Regions from separate parts of the Canis lupus genome. Here region 2 is linked to region 1. A link is a contact called in public Hi-C data. All regions are on one chromosome and are shown on one strand. The core of a region is the stretch at or near the end of the contact, and the rest is flanking DNA. Distances in the headings are between cores, read along the strand shown. Region 1 holds the start of RNF130 (E3 ubiquitin-protein ligase RNF130). Region 2 holds the start of TBC1D9B (TBC1 domain family member 9B).

Region 1 (3,393 bases), core at 122-2,621:
AGTATAAAACAGCTCACCGGTTCAGCACACAAATGCACATCTCAGGAGAGGCACGATGTTTTAATATTGTGAGTACAAAAACAAACACCATTACCTTATTTAGGCTGCCTTGTTTAGGTCATCTTAACATGAATAGCAGCTCAAAAAAAAAAAAAAAAGTCCCCTCAGCATTCTCAGGATGAGTGTGGGGGTGGAGAAGATAGCAGGCATTTCCCAAAAAGTTCGCAGTGGAAAACAAAACAAAACAAAAAAAAACCCGCAAAAAAACGAAAACAACCAAATACAACAAAAAAACAGCCCACAGAAAATATCCAAAGGAAGAAAGGGTCCTTGAAAACATGGCCAACAATTTACACAAATATACGTTTTATACCAAATCATTAAACAGACCCTGCGTGTTTTAGGAAGTCATGAGGATAAGCCAAAGGGCTTCAAAGACAATTCTTGAAAATGTTATCTATTTCCACTATGGTCTGCACCCGTGCCCCGAAGACTTGGCTACTGGTCCCCACCGGTATCAGATTCTTCATAACGTGAGATTTTCAGGCGTCAAATTACAGTAAGACTCCTGGGGCGGGACAGGAGCCAAAAGCAACAGGGAAGATGCCCATTCCTCCTCACCCTCCTCCCACTTGCCACTTAACAAAAACGGCACGTTTTTGCGTTAGAAAAGGGCCTTATCCTTGCAGATCCAGTGCAGCGTGAAGTCTGGGATCTCCGGGACGAGCCTGCCGGCTCCGAAAGGCAGGTCGGGACCCCGTCCCCCGGGAACGAGTTGTGCGCTCCTCCGCCCCCTCCTTTGTCTGGCCGGTCCCCGCAAACTCGCAGCCCGATGCCCCCGCGAACAAGCGGCCTCGACGACAAAGAACGCTTTCGAGTCTTCCTCAAAGGAGAGGAAAGCCCCCAGACGCGTCGGGACCTCAGCGCCAGCCGCCGGGAGGCCGGGCTGCACAGGACCGGCACCCCGGGCCCCGCGCGGAGGGGGCCGCAGTCTCCGCCGCCCCCGCGTCCCGGCTCTCCGGGCCGCCCCCGCCCCCGCCCCCGCCGCCGCCGCCGCCGCCGCGTCCCCTCCGCGGCCTCGCACTCACCCCCGTGGATGGGCAGCGGCGCCAGCACCTGGCCGCGGACCTCGGCCTTGGGCGAGTCGAGCCCGTAGCGCCCGCGGTCGATGCGGAACGTGAGGGGCGCGCCGCGGCCGGGCTCCTGCACCGTCACGTTGATGAGCGCCGTGTAGTACTCCTGGCTCGCGTTGTCGGCCCGCGCCGGCCACAGGCTGCAGGTCAGCAGAGCGAGCGCGGCGAGCCGGGCCGGGCCCGCCCGCGCCGCGCCGCTCATCGTCCCTCCGGCCGCCGCCGCCGCCGCCGCCGCCGCCGCCGCTCGCGGACCGGGCTCCGGGGCCGGCGCCGAGAGGCGGGGCGGGCGCGGCCGGCGCTGCGGCGGGAGCGCGCGCGCGCGGCCTGCGCGGAGCCGGGCACGAGCACGGCCCTCCTCGGCGCCGGGGCCCCGCCGCTCGCCGCCCTCACGTCCGCGGCCCGCCGGCGGGGACGCGCCCATGAGCCCCTGGGCGAGGGCGCGCGTCAGGCCGCGCGGGGTCTTCTCCTCGGGGCCCACCTTGGGCCGTGCGGACGGGCCCACTCCATCCCCCGGGGCTGGTCCCGCCGCGTCGGGGGCGCCCTGCTTGGAGGCGGCTGGGGTCAGGCGGGCGGCTCCGGGAGGCGCGCCCCACCGAGCGCCTGTGGAGCACACACGGCGCGGGCCGGACTGCCGCCCCCGCGCGCTCGCCCGCCCCGCCCCGCCCCGCCCCCTCCCCCCCCGCCCCCTCCCCCCCGCCCCAGCCGGCGGCCGAGCGGCACCGCGCAGGCCTGCGGCGCTGCCCCGCCCCCGCGCGCCTGCGCGCTAGGCCCTGCCCGCTCCCGCCCGCCTGCACGAGGGTCCCAGCCGCCGGCCGGGGCCGTGCGTCCTGCGTGAGGGGCGCGGGGCTGGAGCCCGAGAGCTTTCCCAAAGCCGTGGGAAAGTTTGCAACGAGAATGCAAAAGAAAAAACGGTTAAAACCTTAACTAAAAAAAATAAATTCATACGAGATTTCACATTTTAGCAGCTCAGCTGCTAGTCCTATCATTGACGTGATGCAGGGCAGAGGAGAGGACGCGCCTCTCGGCAAGGAGACGTGGGGGCCCGCAACACCCAGAATTGCCAGGGCACCTGTGTGGTTGACAAGGATCTCTTGTTGACAAGGTTGACTAGACTAAACTTCCAAAATCACTGGACGAGGAGGAGACCGGTGAGACCCAACCAGCTCCCAGCACACACACACACATTGTCAGTTAAGCTGTGTGCCCTTTTAAAGCATAAACGAAGGGGAGGGATGGGTCTTGCGTCAGGTGTAGCTGAATCCAGGAGCTTATAGACCACTGGGCAGTGTGGTCCTTCCTACTCTGAGGTAGAAGGAAACAGCATCTCCCGACTGGCCAGGCCCGGATCCTCTGAATCTTATAGAGGAAAGGGGTGGAGTCAACCTTGCCCAACCAAATGTACTGAATATCCCAGAAAGAGGAAGCTTCACAAAGGAAAACCGAGGCACTGTTTCCAGGTAAACGGTCTGGATGCAGTGCTGGCTAAAATAGCAGATGTCCCTGGGTGACTCTTTAGCAACAGCCTTCACAATTTCTCCCCTTCACCCTCAGTGCCATCACCTGTCTACTTCCTGGCCATATCGACGCTGGATTGTATTTTATTTACATGCCTCCAGGAAGTACAGTCCCCAGACCAAAATAACCAGGTCCTCTCCCTGGGCCTAGCGCTTAGGCTTAGTAGGAGCTACTCTGGCCCTTCTGCAGCTGCCACCCTCATCACAGAGCAAGGATTCTTTGGACTAAGGAACCCATGTTCTGGCACCTGAGACCTGGAATTCCCTGCCCAGACAACCCGGGGTCCGGTGGGGATCTCTCTGCTCTGCTCCTCTTACTTGGTATGCCCTGGTCTGCCTCCACCTGACATGTTCATGCCTCCTACTGCTTTGTCCTTACAAGGGTCTTTCAAAGCATGGGATACAGAGAGGGATAAGGTCTCCATGCGTAGCCTCAGCAAATGCCAGCATCTAGAGCAATGTTAAACCACTTTCATTTGGAAGTGTGATTGTTCTTAATTTTATGGACAAGAGTCCTTTAGGGCAAGAGATTTTCATTTACAGTAATAATACATACCGCCTTTTAAGAATTGCCAGAAAATAAACAAAACAGGGGCACCTGAGTGGCTCAGTCGACTGAGCTTCTGCCTTTGGCTCAGGTCATGATCTCAGGGTCTTGAGATGGAGCCCTGCATCAGGCTTTCTGCTCAACAGGGAGCCTGCTTCTTCCTCTCCATCTGTGCTCTTTCTCTCTCTCTCAAATAAAG
Region 2 (3,418 bases), core at 387-2,886, 150 kb before region 1:
TAATGCTTATTCTGTTGGCATATCCATGTTTCGAGACCTGAAAGCTTTTTCACGGGCAGACCATCTCATCATACTCAGACTCTTCAATGAAGGATCCAGGCTGGCAGGTGTTTTTAAAAGCCAGCTTGAACAAAACCACATCACTAACTGTTCCTCCCTTGGGGAGGCAGGGTTCAGGAGGCCACGGTGTCTACGATGGCACAGGGAAGGCCCTGCCAGGGGCCACGGAACAGGGAGCTGAAGGAGTGGTTCTGGGAGGGAGGGAGATGGGTGAGGTGGAAAGGGCCTTCTGTGCAAAGGAAGGCAGAGTGGAGCACAGAGGGTCCCACCCGCCCTCTGAGCTGATGTTTAGAAGCACAGAGCACAGAACAAGAGTGGAAGTGCACCGGCCAAATTGGATACACCGGTATGCAACAGAAGGTACTGGGCACCGTGCCTTGCCTTCCTACATGCGCTTGCAGCTAGTTTCGGAGGCTCACCATGGCTCAGGATACCCGGAGGGGCTGTTATCTGACCTCCAGTGAACCGCTAGCCCAGGACAAGGGTCCAGGACCGGCTCCTGTGATTCCTGAGGCTGTGGGCGGCACCCCAGGCACTGAAGGGAACACAATTTTCTTAGGAAAGGCACAGCGTCTTCCACACTAGGAGGTGTGGCGCAGGAGAGGGTGGCCGCGGAGGAAACTTCTGCCTGCATCTGGCAGGGCCGTTTTCGCCGCACATGTTTACAATCAGGATGTTTCAAGGAAATTTCTGTTGATAACTTGTGAGAAGCACAGACACTGGTCCAGCCCCGAGCCTGCCCGAGCTGGGCGGGCAGTGACCACGCGGGCTTAGAGCACGAGGGACCTCGGAAGACGCCTGCAGGGGGTAGGCCCAGCCGGCTCGTCGGGGATGCCACATGCCACACAACTCCAGGAGGTGCTGCCCGGACGGACGACGAGGCACCCTGCTGGCTCCTCCGAACAGCCTTACAGGTAATCAGGTGCAGCCTCCGTGTGCGGCTCGGCTCCGGGGCGCCAGGAGGCAGGAAAGGTGGGCGGGGAGGAACCGGGGGGGGGGGGGGGGCCGAGGCCAGGGCGTCGGAGTGGCTACAAGGGTAGTTCGGGGGGGGGGGGGGGAAGACGCAAAAGAAAACGTGTGTCGTTTGGCTCCTCGGAGGCACCTGGAGAAACTGAGGCAGAGGCCAGGGGCCAGGCGGTGTCGCCGACTTTCAGCTCTGACTCCCAGGCTGGGAGGCTGCGCACGCCCGGCGAAGCCCCCGGGGCTCCCGGCAGCGCGTCGGGGCAGAGGCCGCCCCAGGCCGGCCCGTCGGACCAGCCTCCTGAGGCCCGCGCCCGCCCCCGCCCCCGCCCCCGCCGGCCCCCGCGCCCGCAGCTGCCGCCCGCCCGCCCGCCCCGCCCCGCGCAGGCCGCCGCGTCCCCAGGCCCGGCCGCCGCTCGCCCTCACCCGTGAGGCCGCCGCCCTTGCCGTGGCCGCGGCGCCGCTGCAGCACGAAGAAGGGGTTGGCCCGCTCCGTCACCCACAGCGCGTTGGCCACCAGCACCTCCTCGGGGCCCAGCCACATCGTGGGGCCGCTCGCACCGGGCCGAGGCCCGCCAGGCGGAAGCGCCACCGTCGCCGCCACCGCCGCCGCCGCGCCGGAGCGAGCGGGCGGGGCGGAGCGGGCGGGGCGGGGCGGGGCGGGCCGGGGCGGGGCGGGGCGGGCCGGGCCGGGCGGGCGGGCGGGCGCCCCCTGGCGGGCGCGCGGACCAGCACACGCGGGCTCCGGGAGCGCCGGGCGCGCGCAGCTCCCGGGCGGCGCCCGCCCCGCCCTCGGCCTCGGGTCTCCGCCTTCTGCTCGGGCCCGGCGCGGCGGACTCCGGTAGGGGCCGCGGGCCAGCCCCGGGGACGCGAGCCTCCGGCCGGGAAGCCCGAGTGCCCAGGCTGGAGGAACCGGTGGTGCGGAGAGTCGGCCCCTGGCGTTTTGCGAAAACCTGGACAGGATTTTGGCAGGGATCGGTGCGAAGACAAAGCGCCGGCAAATACACTTTGGGCCGCGGGTGCAGCGCGCCCCAGGGCGGGTTGACGGAGCGGACGGCGGCTGGAAAGGGTTAGAGACGACTGTCGTCATTCGCAGAATTCGGACCCTCGGGCCGAGGCTAGGAGAACCTCCGGGAGCCCGGAGCCGAGGACAGGTTGTCAGAAAGCCCTGGCAGGATCCTCGGAAATCCGTGCAGTCTACGCACCTGACAGATGGGGACAGGGCTGCTGGTGTAGGGTTCAGGGACAGGGCTGGAGGTCTAAGGTTTAGGGACAGGGCTGCAGGTCTAGGGTACACGGACACGGCTGCAGGTCTAGGATTCACAGACAAGGCTGGAGGTCTAGGGTTCACGGACAGGGCTGGGCCTGGGACATTGAGGTTTTCCTCCTAGCCGTGGGCAGCAGCGCGATGGGCAGGGGATGTGCATCCCTGCTCTCCCAGTGCTGGCCTGTAGGGGACGACCTCTTACAGTTCAAGCACTGTTTTTGAGTGAAAGGGAGTGCTGTGAACTCCATCTCGGGCAATCCAGAATGTCCAGTGTCACTTGGGTTGCAGGATCCTGCTGGTGGCTCAGGCCAGCAGCAGGATCCTACTGGAAGGCAAAGGGAAGGGGGAACTATGGGATCATCCTGGGAGGCCTAAGCCGGTTGCCAATTGGGTTTCTGTCACTGGCATTCAAGAATCCAATATGATGGATGTAGGTCAAGTAGGCACTTCCGTGGTTGGCAGCCAGGGTGATCAAAAGTCTTCTAAAATGTCGCTGAGATTGAATCAAAATGCAGAGGCCATCATTCTTGAAGACCTTGGAAGCTTAAACTGATACTGTGCTCTCTGGGGAGTAATCTACCGCGGGAATTTGGAATAATTGTTAACACCCTGAGAGGCCACAAAAAGTTATTTTGTTTCCTCCTGCCAGTGGTTCTCAAGCTTGAGCATGCATCAGAATCACCTGCAAGGGGCAGCGGGCGTGGCTCGGCGGTTTAGCACTGCCTTTGGCCTGGGGTGTGATCCTGAAGACCTGGGATTGAATCCCACATCGGGCTACCTGCATGGAGCCTGCTTCTCCCTCTGCCTGTGTCTCTGCCTTTCTCTCTCTTTGTGTCTCTCATGAATAAATAAAATCTTAAAAAAAAAAGAATCACCTGTGAGGCTTGTTAAAACACAGGTTGCTGGGCTCCACCTCAGAGTGTTTGCATCTCTAGCAGGTTCCTAGGTGATGTTGATGCTGCTGAAGTGGAGATCACCTTTTGATAACTATGCTTTATTTTTAAAAAATATTTTATTTATTTACTCATGAGAGGCACAGAGAGAGGCAGAGACACAGGCAGAGGGAGAAGTAGGCTCTCTGTGGGGAGCCCAATGCGGGACACAATCCCAGGGCTCTGGGATCATGCCCTG

What was found. A called contact is a pair of places that touch in the nucleus more often than the background predicts.
Region 2: a Hi-C map of blood shows a contact between it and region 1, with 4 times the contacts expected there. The contact joins the promoter of TBC1D9B here to the promoter of RNF130 in region 1. A contact is called at or near these places in 3 of 9 Hi-C or Micro-C datasets (amygdala and blood).

The regions. Positions count from the first base shown.
Region 1 is chr11:1,906,430-1,909,822 of UU_Cfam_GSD_1.0, reverse strand. RNF130 (E3 ubiquitin-protein ligase RNF130) reads right to left here and starts at 1,371. Exons shown (of 8, transcript XM_038551735.1): 1 at 1,089-1,371. The coding sequence starts at 1,335.
Region 2 is chr11:2,053,530-2,056,947 of UU_Cfam_GSD_1.0, reverse strand. TBC1D9B (TBC1 domain family member 9B) reads right to left here and starts at 1,636. Exons shown (of 21, transcript XM_038551741.1): 1 at 1,447-1,636. The coding sequence starts at 1,564.